Regions from separate parts of the Mus musculus genome. Here all the other regions are linked to region 3. Evidence: chromatin contacts called from public Hi-C and promoter capture Hi-C data. All regions are on one chromosome and are shown on one strand. The core of a region is the stretch at or near the end of the contact, and the rest is flanking DNA. Distances in the headings are between cores, read along the strand shown.

Evidence for each region. Promoter capture Hi-C pulls out the DNA fragments that hold promoters and counts their contacts. Hi-C and Micro-C count contacts between places; a contact is called where the count stands out from the background.
Region 1: a promoter capture Hi-C map of pre-B cells shows a contact between it and region 3. The contact joins the promoter of Eif4e here to the promoter of Ankrd13c in region 3. A contact is called at or near these places in 1 of 39 promoter capture datasets (pre-B cells) and 1 of 484 Hi-C or Micro-C datasets (CD4 T cells).
Region 2: a contact with region 3 is called in a Hi-C map of CD4 T cells, with 7 times the contacts expected there. The contact joins the promoter of Rpf1 here to the promoter of Ankrd13c in region 3. A contact is called at or near these places in 1 of 39 promoter capture datasets (cranial neural crest) and 1 of 484 Hi-C or Micro-C datasets (CD4 T cells).
Region 4: a promoter capture Hi-C map of pre-B cells shows a contact between it and region 3. The contact joins the promoter of Bcl10 here to the promoter of Ankrd13c in region 3.

The regions. Positions count from the first base shown.
Region 1 is chr3:138,524,118-138,527,448 of GRCm38.p6, reverse strand. It overlaps Eif4e (eukaryotic translation initiation factor 4E), which reads right to left and starts at 1,258. Exons shown (of 8, transcript NM_007917.4): 1 at 1,155-1,258; 2 at 135-181. The coding sequence starts at 152. It overlaps Mir1956 (microRNA 1956), which reads right to left and starts at 1,028; the gene lies at 964-1,028.
Region 2 is chr3:146,519,651-146,522,783 of GRCm38.p6, reverse strand. Rpf1 (ribosome production factor 1 homolog) reads left to right here and starts at 1,361. Exons shown (of 9, transcript NM_027371.3): 1 at 1,361-1,615. The coding sequence starts at 1,388.
Region 3 is chr3:157,945,136-157,948,269 of GRCm38.p6, reverse strand. It overlaps Ankrd13c (ankyrin repeat domain 13c), which reads right to left and starts at 1,270. Exons shown (of 13, transcript NM_001013806.2): 1 at 314-1,270. The coding sequence starts at 743.
Region 4 is chr3:145,922,922-145,926,051 of GRCm38.p6, reverse strand. It overlaps Bcl10 (B cell leukemia/lymphoma 10), which reads right to left and starts at 1,790. Exons shown (of 3, transcript NM_009740.2): 1 at 1,537-1,790. The coding sequence starts at 1,593.

The DNA of each region.
Region 1 (3,331 bases), core at 9-2,508, about 19 Mb after region 3:
AGGCCGGGGGCGGGCAGGGACCGGACGCGGCGGGAGGCGCCGTGCGCGCCGGTAACGCCGTCCTGCGGGAGTCCCTGAGCGGAGGAAGCCGGAGCGCGGGGAGCTCGGGGGTGGGGGCCGAAGGCAATACTCACCGGTTCCACAGTCGCCATCTTAGATCGATCTGATCGCACAACCGCTCCTGAAGGGGGGGCGAGAGGAAAAAAATGAGATTCAAACCGGATTGGCCGGCTCCTGCCCACGTGACGGACGTGTCCGTTTGGCCCTAGCGGCGCCTGCGCAAGACTGCAGCTGCTTGGGGAAGGAGAGGCTTCTGGGAAGTGGAGTCTTTTTTTTTTTTTTTTTTTTTTTTTTTCTTAAGGCAAGAAGTTTTTTTTTTTCTTCCAAAAAAAAAAAAAGTGATCACGTGGTCGCTGGCGAGGGTGCGTGGCTCCCGGCGCCGCGGGCGCTTCCTGCCGAGTTGGATTTAGGCCTCTGCTGGGCAGCGGGCAGAGCTCCGGTTGCACTCACTGCGGGGCATTCCTGCTGTGCCTTCTGTCGCCCAGTCCTCCCATCTTTCCTAGAAGGTTGAGAACTGCAGGCTCAGCACACGCAAGAAGGCTTCATTTGCTTAGCTGAGGTCCTAAGACAAGTTGCTTTTTATTTAGTTTTTCTTTTCGCCTCCCACCATTTTCTCTTGGTTTCTGAAAGAGGCGGCGATGGAGAGTCGTTGATGTGGTCTGCGTCTCCCCAGTCCCCGGTCCACTAACGCGGGTGGTCCCTTGCTACCATCGCTGCCCAAGCGGGTGGGCGGGCTTGCCCCACGGTACCCTCTCACTCGTTTGGGGAAGGGGAGTGCACGCGTCGGCTTTTCCTGTTCCCAGTCCTGAGATGAAGGCGTCAGGGGTGAATCTTGCTGGACGTGAAAGTTTGGAAGTTCTGTCCAATCGGTTCCAGTATTCTGCTTGGACGTGGACGGAAATAGCCTACGTCCAGGTGCCAGCCAGGGAAGCCACTCGGGGCTCCGCTGACTCAGCCCTGGACTGAAGGTCAGGAGTCGTTAAACCGGGTCAACTATGACTCTTGACGTTGACTCATACTCCTTAGGCGAGTGACTTAATACGCTCAGTGCCTCAACTTTTTCATTTATGAACCAAAGATGATAATACACTTACCTCACAAGGGTGTGCTGTGGTAAGGACTGTAACCAGCTTTGAAAACGCTTCGGAATCTAGAAGCAAGCGCGTGCCTTCCTTAAGGACCAGCTCCCTCCGCCTCCGCTGCTGTTTTAGCAATCTTGCTTCTTGACCCTGGGTCTTTTGAAGCGCAGGATGGCCTTGAACTTGAGGTATAGGGGAGGATGGCCTTGAACTGTCGATCCTCCTGCTTCCACCTCCCCCCCACAAAGTATCGGGATTACTGGCGCGTGCTGGGCGTGGGGGTGGGTTGGGAGAGCACTTTTTTGCTGAGATAGGGATGGAACTCAGGGCTTCCTGAGCGCTAGGCAAGCACTCTACCAACTGAGCTATATCCCCAAGCCTTAACAGTGTCTTAAAATTTTCTTTTCTTTACTTTGTTGCGTACACCGATGCAGTTTTAAAGGGAATGTAGCTGCTCTCAACAGAAACTTCGTGTTCATGAACTTATGTTCATAACAACTAACAAACAGAACTGGCATGCTACATTTTCTTCTAAGTTACCAGGCCGTCAAAGCACTGTTGGGTAAAGTTCCTAATGAGGGAGCCAGGATCTCATGGCTTCCACGCAGCTTAAAAATGTTACCGCCAGGAAAAGCAGTGTAAGCAGGCTATCTCGTGTCTGCCTCTCCATGGCATTGCTGTTGTCCAGAGCTGTGTCATAGCTATTATTGAGTACATAATGGATGCTTGGGTTGACTAACACATAATTGAGGCTGTGTAAGAACTCAAAGCCAGTGCCTGCTCGTGTTTTTGTTTACCAGGATGGCAGAAGTGATTTTAAACGAAAGCTTCTGTTTAAGTTGGCGTGAGTAGATTCTCAAGTAGACATAGCTCTATGAACTAAACACATAGGTGAATTTCTATGTACAAATCTGTTAACACTAACCAAAGTAATTATAATTGACCCCTTATTTTCTGTTGTCTGTAAAGTGATGTCTGGTTAATTTCTATGAGAAGACAGCATTAGGGTGCTGAGTTGTAGCTCAGTTGATAGAGTGTTCATCCAGCCTAGATTCCCCCCAACACCACATAAACCCAGCATGCTGGAGGATCAGGACTTTAAATTCAGTGACATGGCAAGTTCTAGGCCACCCAAAGAAACAGGAGAATCTCTATCCAAAGAAAGGAAAAAGACAACCTAAATATCCTGTTTTGAGCTTCAGGGTTGGTTACAGCACAAACCAATCCATTGGCAAGAAAGTATCCTGACAAGCCTGAAAACCACCAATATAAAGTTTTTGTTTAAAATGACATTTGATTGTTTTTTTTTTTTTAACCTTCTTCCTCTGTTGTCAGTGAAGACTCATATTTTGGGCTACAGGTATAACTCAGGGGTAGAATGTTTGCCTAGCTTGCTTAAGATTCAGGATCCAGCCGGGCGTGGTGGCACACACCTTTAATCCCAGCACTCAGGAGGCAGAGGCAGGTGGATTTCTGAGTTTGAGGCCAGCCTGGTCTACAGAGTGAGTTCCAGGACAGCCAGGGCTACACAGAGAAACCCTGTCTCAGAAAAAAAACAAACAGAACAAAAAAAGACTCAGGATCTACTTCCTAGTACCCCTGTGTTCCCACAAAGACTTGCGCTTTTACAGTTTTTTTTTTGTTTTTTTTTTTTGTTTTTTTTGTTTTTTGGTTTTTTTGGTTTTTCGAGACAGGGTTTCTCTCTGTAGCCCTGGCTGTCCTGGAACTCACTCTGTAGACCACGCCGGCCTCGAACTCAGAAATTCATCTGCCTCCCAAGTGCTGGGATTAAAGGCGTGTGCCACCACTGCCTGGCTCGCCCCATTCTTTATAGTTTAAGTCATCTCTATATCTGTATATGATTTATTGACTATTTTTAAACATTTCAGATGTGTTTGCCTAGTGTCAACACTTACGATTTCATCTTGTCAAATATATGGGGGCTAGATTTTTATGTGTTATGTCGGTCTGTATACAATCACTTTCATTTTGCTTATTTATTCATTTATTTGTGGACCCAGAGTCTTGCTATGTTGTCCAAGGTGGTCTTGAACTCATAGACTCATAGGATCCTCCCATCTAGTCTTCCAAAGAGGCTGCAACTGAAGCCACAGGCAGCTGTGCCCAGCCATCACCTTACTACCACACCCATGCTTGTGCATGTGGTGGCGCACGCCTTTAATCCCAGCACG
Region 2 (3,133 bases), core at 112-2,611, about 11 Mb after region 3:
CCTGCTTCTACCTTGGAAAAGGGAATTTTGGGATGCCTGAACCTATGTTTCCAGGCCACTCATATTTGGCTCCAGAATAAACTGTCTCATTTTTCTCTAAGGTGAGAGCTGTGCGAATACTACCTTTGTTCAATTCATTAACATTTCTCACTCCACCCATCTTCCCTTAGTTTCTTCTTAAATAATAATAAATAACTTTTAAGAATTATTTAATGTAGCCGGGCGTGGTGGCGCACGCCTTTAATCCCAGCACTCGGGAGGCAGAGGCAGGCGGATTTCTGAGTCCGAGGCCAGCCTGGTCTACAAAGTGAGTGCCAGGACAGCCAGAGCTACACAGAGAAACCCTGTCTTGAAAAACCAAAAAAAAAAAAAAAAAAAAAAAAAAAAGAATTATTTAATGTATATGAATACATTGTAGCTGTCTTCAGATACACCAGAAGAAAGCATCAGATCCCATTACAGATGGTTGTGAGCCACCATGTGGATGCTGGGAATTAAGCTCAGGATCTCTGGAAGATCAGTCAGTACTCTTAATCACTGAGCCATCTTCCCAGTCCCCTTAAATAATTATTATGAGTATTGTTTTTTATGTGTAAATCAAGGAGACTGTAAATTCAGCTTTATGACAACCACTCACTTAGCATCTACAAAGCCTGAGTCAGGGCCGTAGCGCCTTAAAAATAAAGCAAAATGCCTGATCATTTTCTCCCTCAAAATCCACCAAGAGGACTACATCTTACACAAAACACAGCGTCTTTACAAAACCCTCACAGAATCTATTCAACTTCAAGCCTCTTCTTCTCTCCTAAATTTTCGTCTGACTTCTGGTGTCTGTGGTGTTTGAGTGGTAGACTAGTTTGCTGCTGCTAAGGGGCCTCGCAGCTGGCCGTTTCCATTGTCTGGTAGGCGTTATCAGTTTATCTCAGATGAAAGGATTTTCCTGCATTGCTGCATAAGCATTAAGTCTGAGACCAGTGAGAACGTTGGAAGTGTGATGCTTCTTTGCTCTCTTTTTAATCTTGTTCTGTTTAGAAATTGTTCTATTAGAAATAATGTACAGTCGGGAACGAACTCTGAATTTTGACACTTTCTTTCTTTCTTGGGGGGAGGGGAGTTCGAGACAGGGTTTCTCTGTGTAGCCCTGGCTGTCCTGGATCTCAGGCTGTAGACCAGGCTGGCCTCGAACTCAGAAATCCGCCCGTCTCTGCCTCCCTAGTGCTGGGATTAAAGGCGTGCGCCACCACCAGCGTCCAGCCTTGGCACTTTCTTACATAGCTAATCCATAAAGCAAAGCGCTAGTTCCGGAACTTGGCGGCCCCGGAAGTAAAACCGTATGACCCGGGTCAAAGACAGAGAGCACTTCCGTTTCCGTACAGCCGTAAACAACATGGCGAAGGCCGGCGAGAAAAGTGTTGGTGGCGGCAAGCGAGGCTTGAAGAGGAAAGCTGCCGCTGAAGAGCCTCAAGAGGCTGCGGCCGCGAGCGATGGGACGGCGGAGAGCGGGGTGCAGCCCGCGAAAGCGGCCGCCTTCCCCCCGGGCTTCAGTATCTCGGAGATTAAGAACAAGCAGCGGCGACACTTGATGTTCACGCGGTGGAAACAGCAGCAGCGGAAGGTACGCGCGCGGGGTTGGCGGGGCACGAGCGCAGGGGCGGGGCCGGGAGCGCGCGGGGCTGGGGGGGGGGCGACGTGCGCGCGCGGGGTTGAAGGGGCGGGGCCGGGGGCGCGCGGGGTTGAAGGGGCGGGGCCGGAGGCGCGCCCCCAGCCCCTCGCTTGGCTACGGGGTCCCCAGCGTCAGCCTTTTGCCGGATGAGCTTGGCGTAGGGGAATCCGGCCCTTGCCTGCTCCGTGGGTTGCACTCTCTGGGAAGCCGAGGGATTTGGAACCGACGATCCAGCCTCTGGCCGGAGATGGCAGAGGGTCCGCCCCCTGCCTTTGCGCATCCCGCCTGCCTAGCGTTGGTGGTAAACTCCAGGTCCTAAACGTGGCCCCAGACTCTTTCAAGGAACCATTGGTGAAGTTTCAGCACTGTGAAGTGTCTGTCATAGCTGTGTTTGCTCTCTTCCGCCTTGTGCTCGCACTGAAAACTAGACAGACTTGTAAGTAAGCCTTGCCCAGGATCATGAGGCTCATTTGTGTCTAAATTACAATTTTAAAAATTCCCTATTACAGCATACACAGCAACTAACACATGATTTTATATTTGTGTTCTCTTACTGGAGGACCTTGGCTGGATCTTTTCGTAAGTGCTAGGTCGCTACTGGAGTTCTTTTTATTTATTTATTTATTTTTTAAAGATTTATTTATATGAGTGCACTGTAGCTGTCTTCAGACACACCAGAAGAGGGCATCAGATCCCATTACAGATGTTTGTGAGCCACCATGTGGTTGCTGGGAATGAACTGAGGACTTGTGGAAGAACAGTCAGTTGTGGAGGTTTTTTGGTTTTTGTTTTTTTGTTTTTTTCAAGACAGGGTTTCTCTGTGTAGCCCTGGCTGTCCTGGAACTCACTTTGTAGACCAGACCTCGAACTCAGAAATCTGCCTGCCTTTGCCTCCCAAGTGCTGGGATTAAAGGCGTGCGTCACCACCGCCGGGCTTGATTTGCAATTTTGAGGGAGGAATGTCCTAAAAGCCTTTTTTTTTTGGACTGAAGATCAGTAGGCACTACAGAATGTGTCAGACATTTTGTCTAGATTCAGGAGATTATAGTGTATACTAAGTAACAACTGAACATGTTTGCAACTTCCTATTGACCTTAATAGGTAGTTTTGGTTATAACCTATAAGAATAACTAGTGGTGACCTTATTGGAAATGTCCTGAGAACTCATCTCCCATTTCTGTCTATTTTCAGTGCTTTTCAAGAGAAGTAACCATTATACCCATAATCTTTAGAACGCATCCACTAGGGGAAAATGTACTTGTTCATTCATACGTTTAATTAATTGGAAGTATTATAGTAAAAAATTAAAGTTACTGAAAGTTTAAATGTTCAGACTTAATGTTGATTTGATGGAAGCAAAACAAAGAGCAAGCTCTTTGTCAAATGAATCTTCTTGATTAGCCTGCCCATTTGTAGTTCAATATTTTAGCTATTAAAGAAAAATCGATAAGTCTAGTTGTGAGTGGGAGT
Region 3 (3,134 bases), core at 21-2,520:
CGGCAAGAAGGGAGGGAGGGAAAAAGGAAACGTTCCCTAAAACCCAGAAGACCTGCCTGGATGTGAGATAGCCCGACCTTTTGGCACTCGCAAAGACTGCCGCAGAGAAAATGCAACCTGTCCCGAAATGCTCAGGTGGAAAAGAAGAAAACATCCTTGCTGCACCCTGACCCCTGGCACGCTCGCTGCACCTGAAAAGACTCGAGGTTTTCCGCCAGAGGAAAACACGGTGCGGGAGAAGGGACCGGGAACCCGGAGGCCAACGGTCACCCCCACCCCACCTCCGAGGGGACGGAAATTAGGCAAAGCTCACCATGATTATCTTTCTGTCCGATATTGTGCGTGCGGATGAGCGAGGACAGTCTCCTCACGTCCCCCTTAAAGACGCACTCGTGGACCGGGTAGAGCGAGGGGCAGCCGCCTCCGTCAGCGACTAAAGCGGGGTTGCTGCCGCCCAGGCAGGCCGGGGCAGGGCAGGTGGCAGTCACTGCGTTGTGCTGCGGCGGGGCCGGAACGCCGGGGCCCGGAACGGCGGGCGCCTTCAGCTGCAGCCGGTGGTGGTGGCTGAAGATCTTATGGCAGGCCTTGCCGCCCTTGCCGCTGCCGCCCGGTCCGCTTCTGCCCCCGGTGAAGGCGCCGCCGAGCGCGGCTGTCGCCTCCTCCTCGCAGGGCTCCAGCACGTCCCCGTCCTCTTTGCTGGGCTTGTGGTCCCTCCGCAGGGAGCGGATCTTCTCCCCGGTCATAGCCGCCGCGGCGCGCGGGACAGGCTCCGGGAGGCTCACCGCGGGCCGAGCCGGCGCGGCGGCGGCGCCGGGCGATTAGAGCGGCGGCCGCGAGCCTAGCACGCAGCATGAACTCCCGGGGCGACCGCGGGTCCGCGACACGCGCATCTCCCGGAGGCGGCGGCCCTCGTCTCGGACGAGGAAAGCCGCAGCTCAAGAGACCACGACCGCACGACGCCCGGCGCCGCCGCCGCCGCCTCCTCCTCACTCGGAAAGACCCGGCGCAGCCATCTTTCCCCGGCTCCTCTCGCGAGAGCTTCGGAGGAAACGCCGCCGCGGAGTGTTAGAGGGCCGCTTCTGCGCTTGGGTCAGGGTCCGGGCAGCGCCCGCGCTCCTCTCGCACAGGGTTCCACCCTGGGCCGGGCCCTGCGGCTGAATTCAGACCCAGACTCAGAGCTCTGACCTGGTGCTCTGGGCCTTCGTAAAGGAGGAGGTCAACGGCAGTTACGAACTCTAGCTTAAAGGCTGAAACCCTGTTTGTCAACCTCCCTCAGAACGACGTAGGAAGACACCACCGGATATCGGACGTGACGTCACTCAGCTGCGCTGGACCTTCAGTAAACACTCGCTAAGACTCTGCTGGGTTCCCTAACCTGTGCAAGGACTTGCTCAGGCTGGCAAGGCTGTAGGCGAGGAGAGATGGCCAGTTATCCTGGAGGAATCTAGGGCCTGACTTTGGAATTCAAAGGCTGTTTATTACACCGGGAATGGAGGATTTTTCAAACAGCTGTTAGTTGAGTGTATTTGGGACAAACGTCAGAGTTAAAGTATGTGGAGGATGCTTACTTGAGGAAATGGAGTAATTGTTTTTAAATAAGTGGGCAGTAACCCGGGTGAGAGATGATGAAAGCATGCTCTGGGATACAGTGAATCCGGAAAAAGCTTAAGACTCCTTTAAAAATGAGTTCAAATTTAGCATATTGAAGTTGGAGGTCCTTGGTGTTTTTACACAGAGTGCTAGTTATACAGTTTGGAATTTTGGACATAAATTCTTTGGAAGTAGGAAACGGATCTTAGATCAGATTCAGGAATTGCACAGTAACCCAGCGAAATAAAATGGTGTAGAACAAAAGTGCCATAAGACGTATAGAATGAATAGTCGAGGTAGTGAGTGGGAATCAAAGCACTGTGTGTGTGTGTGTGTGTGTGTGTGTGTGTGTGTGTGATGAAATTGTGAACATTTAGAAAACTAAACTGAACATGGTGGCTCACATCAATAAGTTCCAGCACTCCAGAAACTGAGGAAGGGCAAAAGGATTGATCACATGGATTCAAGGCTAGCCTGAGCTACAGAGTGAATGCTGTCCCAAAATTAGTAGATGGACCAGTGACATGACATGCCACTGAGCATTCAATCCCTGGGACCCACATGGTAAAAGAAAAGAACCCATTCCAACAAATTGTCCTCTGGTGCATACCCACACACACACACAAAATTAGTCTTAAAAAAAAAAAAAAAAAACAGTAAATAGTAGGTAGGCAGCCAAAATCATGTACCTAATTACTGGCTGCTACCTCTTGATGGATGTTAAAACTCCTAAGTGTTCTTTCAGTGAAATCAAACACCATGAACATTTTTTTTTAAGACAACCTATTGTGGTGGTATATGCTTACAATCCCAGCACTCGGGAAGTAGATACAGGAAGGTTGCCTCAAGTGACTGTTCTCAAAAAACAAACATCTCATCCCTTTAAACTTTGAGGTTTAAGGCTTATAGTATGTAATGGGTAGGGACATCAAAATATGAGTACTATTAAAGATATTTAGTACAAGAAAAATGTAAATTCTGAGATTCTGTAACATCCCAATATAACATAAGGGGAAATTATTAGTTTAAATTGACACAGAAATCAAATTTCAGAAAGTCTTTGTGAAGGGCTTGGAGAGGAGGATCGGCAGTTGAGAGAAGTGGCTGCTTTTTCAGAGGACCTGGGATTCAGCTTCCGGCACCCACATGACAGTTTACAACTATCTGTATGTAACTCCAGCAGTTTCTGACTACCTAACACCCTCACACAGATATACATTCGGGCAAAAAAAAAAAAAACATATAAAATAAAAATAAACAAAATCATTTTTAAAAGTCTTTGTGGAGGAAGTAGTATCTGAAAGAGGTTTTAAAGAACTTATGAAAGCCCAGTCTCCCCAGTCCCTTGTGTTGTTTTATTGGTTTTTGTTTCGTTTTGTTTTTTAACTTCATGATAGTGCTATATCTGCATTACACCTAATAAAGATGAGTATATACACAAGTTTGGTTTTTATAAAATTCTGAAGCAATTTTGATACATTTTATTGCCACAGACCCTCTGGATCCCTTTGTCTGTGTGGAATGGGTCTCTAGTCGCAGGTGGG
Region 4 (3,130 bases), core at 541-3,040, about 12 Mb after region 3:
ACTTGGGAGGCAGAGGAAGGGAGTTGAGGCCAGCTAGTTCTACAGGTGAGTGCCAGGACAGTCAGAATTACAGAGAAACAAAACAACAGCCAAATGTATGAAATTATAGTTTGAGTTCTGGTAGACTTGGAAATAAAGTCCTGGAGTTGAGAAAAAAAGGAGATTCAAATAATGCGGATGAATGTTTAAGCTTGTCATAAGCAGTTTCAAAAATAATAGGGTGAATATCTAAGGAACACTATTTTTATAGACACCCTGACGCTTCTCTGTAGTCTCTCTAAGGTTATGGACATCTGACACAGGTCTAACGTGCAACTGTCAGGATGGATGACGTCAATGAACCCCGGAGCAGAAACAAAGGCCTGCAGCACTCTCCTCCCCTATCTACAGACAGGTCTTGTCTTGTTTTGCCAGCTATAAAATGAAAAGCAATTCTCTCCTTATAGGTACTTTAATGATTGTGAGAAAATTCAAAACTGTGGAACATGGGAACAGAGCTCCCAGACTTTACACTTAGGGTTTACTGTCCTCTTAAGGACTATAGTGGGTATCAAAGACCTTGTTTCAAGTAGAATGTGTAGCTTTCCATACAGCAGGTGCCCTACCAACTCCACTGAACACGGAAACTATGGCAGTTATCCTGGCCGTACCTTTCCCTCCTGGTACTTAGCTCTATCAGTTGTAATTATGGGCACAGCGCAATAAACTTTACAAGGGGTAAGTATGGTAGAAAAAGGGGTCTGAAGCACACATACATCTTCAACAACTTGAGGTTAAGTTCGTAAAGACGATTTTTCGGCAGCATTTTGGTGCTAAGTAAGAACGAGTTACCGGTTTTTAATGTGAATTCATGTATATTATCTAAGTTGTGCTCATTTGATTTTTTTTTTTTTTCTGGCAAAAGAAGTTAAAAGGAAGGAAAAAAAAAACGAAGCACGTTGTGGTTAAAGCCATTTCCTCAAATATTACTGTGTCTGTGAAGTTCTACATGGTCTAAGCAGAAGAGTCCAATTTAGTCGGGAGTATTTTCAACGTTTACCTGGGAACCAAGTCTCAGCGAGAAGTACGCACACCCCCTTCATTTAAATACGTGGGCGTCTGATTACTCGGGGAATTCCAGGGCGTGCGTTCAGCTGGCGAGCTTTCCGCAGCCCCCGATAGAGACCAGTTTCACCCATCTGCTCTACGCCCGGGGATGCCTGGTCCAAAGCCCGCTGTGGGCACACTCCGGCGGCTCCCTAGGCTAGCAGCTCCCGCGGCGGTGGCGTGGGATGGGGGATCGGCAGGATGGAAAGCCACCAGCGACGAGCGGATGGCAAGGAAACATCCAAGCCCACCGACAGGCTTAACCGCGGACTCCCGGGTCGCTGGTGGATCGTCTCCAGCCAGCTCCCGGGAAGCAGGCAGGTCGTGCTGTGCCAGGACCCCGCGCTCTTCCGACCTGAAGTTCCCCGTCGCTCAGCTCCGGGTTTCCGCTTTCCTCCGCCCGCCCGCCCCGCTGCGCCCCGCTGCGCCCAGCCCGGCGGAGCTACTCACGTCCTTCTTCACTTCAGTCAAATCCTCCTCCGTGAGGGACGGTGCGGGAGCCTCCATGGCCCAGGCCGGGATGGCGTCCTTCCGGCCCGCGCCACCCCGCCCAGACTAAGGGCTCGGGCCTCCGGGAATCAGGCTGTGACTTCGGGGGGACTAGGAACAGAAGCGGGGGAACGGCCGGCTCACGGACGAGGAGGTGGAGACCTCAACGCCCCACTTCCGGCTCCGCCCCTGGGGCCAGCGGTGCCGCGCTCAGCGTTCTTCCTAACTCAGGCACCACCCTTCGGCGAGGCGGGTCTGCCTGCAGGCCCCACCCACCTACGTGCCAGCCAATCAGTACTACCCTCGGTTACGTCTCTGCTTCCGCAGTGGCTCCGCCCACAGCGGGCGTCCCTCTAACCACGCCCCCTTGTCATTTACATAGGCTTGCGGATTGGACGCCTGAAGGATTTGTTTCCGTGGGCGGAGCACTGGCCGCTCAGTTTAGCGGGATCTCCCCGCCTTCGCAGACTCCTCGTTTGGGTGGAGTGTGGGCTGAGTCGGCCAGAGCATTTTGGTTTGCTTCTCTTTTCCAGATGTTGCGGAACAATTTCCTGTTGTGCTGAGCCAGGTTTTACAGTTGCGTGATCATACGTATATGTATACACGCACACATAACTTCCGTTTGAGGGCCTGCTCTGGGGGGCCACTGCCATTTACCACCTAGAACTAGGGAGACAGGAGCAAGGAGATCTTGAGAGCAGAAAACAAAACGACAAAACACAAAGAAAAAAAAAAAACTGTTAAAAGATTTAAAAATTACCTGCAATCCCATCAATTTAGCAGCACAGGTAGTGTTTGGGTACTTTTAAGTCTCTATTCATTAGAAGCATTTCTCCTTATTAATCTATGCAGTAGAGACAAATTTAAAAAGCTAGGGCCTCTAGGAGTATATTTAAGGTTCTGAAGCTACTTGGTACACAGTTACACTCTCTTATTGTTATCCTTTATCTCTGTTCAGTAAGTAAATTCTAGGGATGCTCTGATGGGGAAGTTGTTTATTGGAGGCCAAATGGCTATTTTCAGAACGATATTTTAACTCGTAGCCCGTGCAAAACGTGTCCTAGTGGATGAGGTGCTCCACATAGAGTCCTAGGCAGAAAATGATTATGTGGTCGATGAAGTAAATCTGCAAGTGTAGACTGAAATGTCAAGAGGACCAAAGGCAACAGGAATCTTTATCTAAAACAAAAGAACCAGTAGAGGCTTAAAGCCACATCTCTGTAGCTTTGATCAGAGTTCTGGAATCTTGGTGTTTACATTATGCCAGGTCTTTTTTTACGCTGATGTCTAGTATACTAGAGTGTTTTCCTGTGTCCTTAGTCATCCGTTGTCTTGTTATAACCCAATTTGCTTAATCATTTGCTCTTTCCTGTAGCAACCATCTGTTGAATGGCAACTACTGAACTACACCCAGATCTTCTTCTAGCAAATCAAACACCTCTGTCCTCCAGCTAGGGTGTGGTGGCACAAGCTAGCTAGCTGTGTTGGCCAACCAACTGCTTGCATCTGACCCAGCTATAAGCAGGAATAAATCATAAACTTACTTAAAACATTA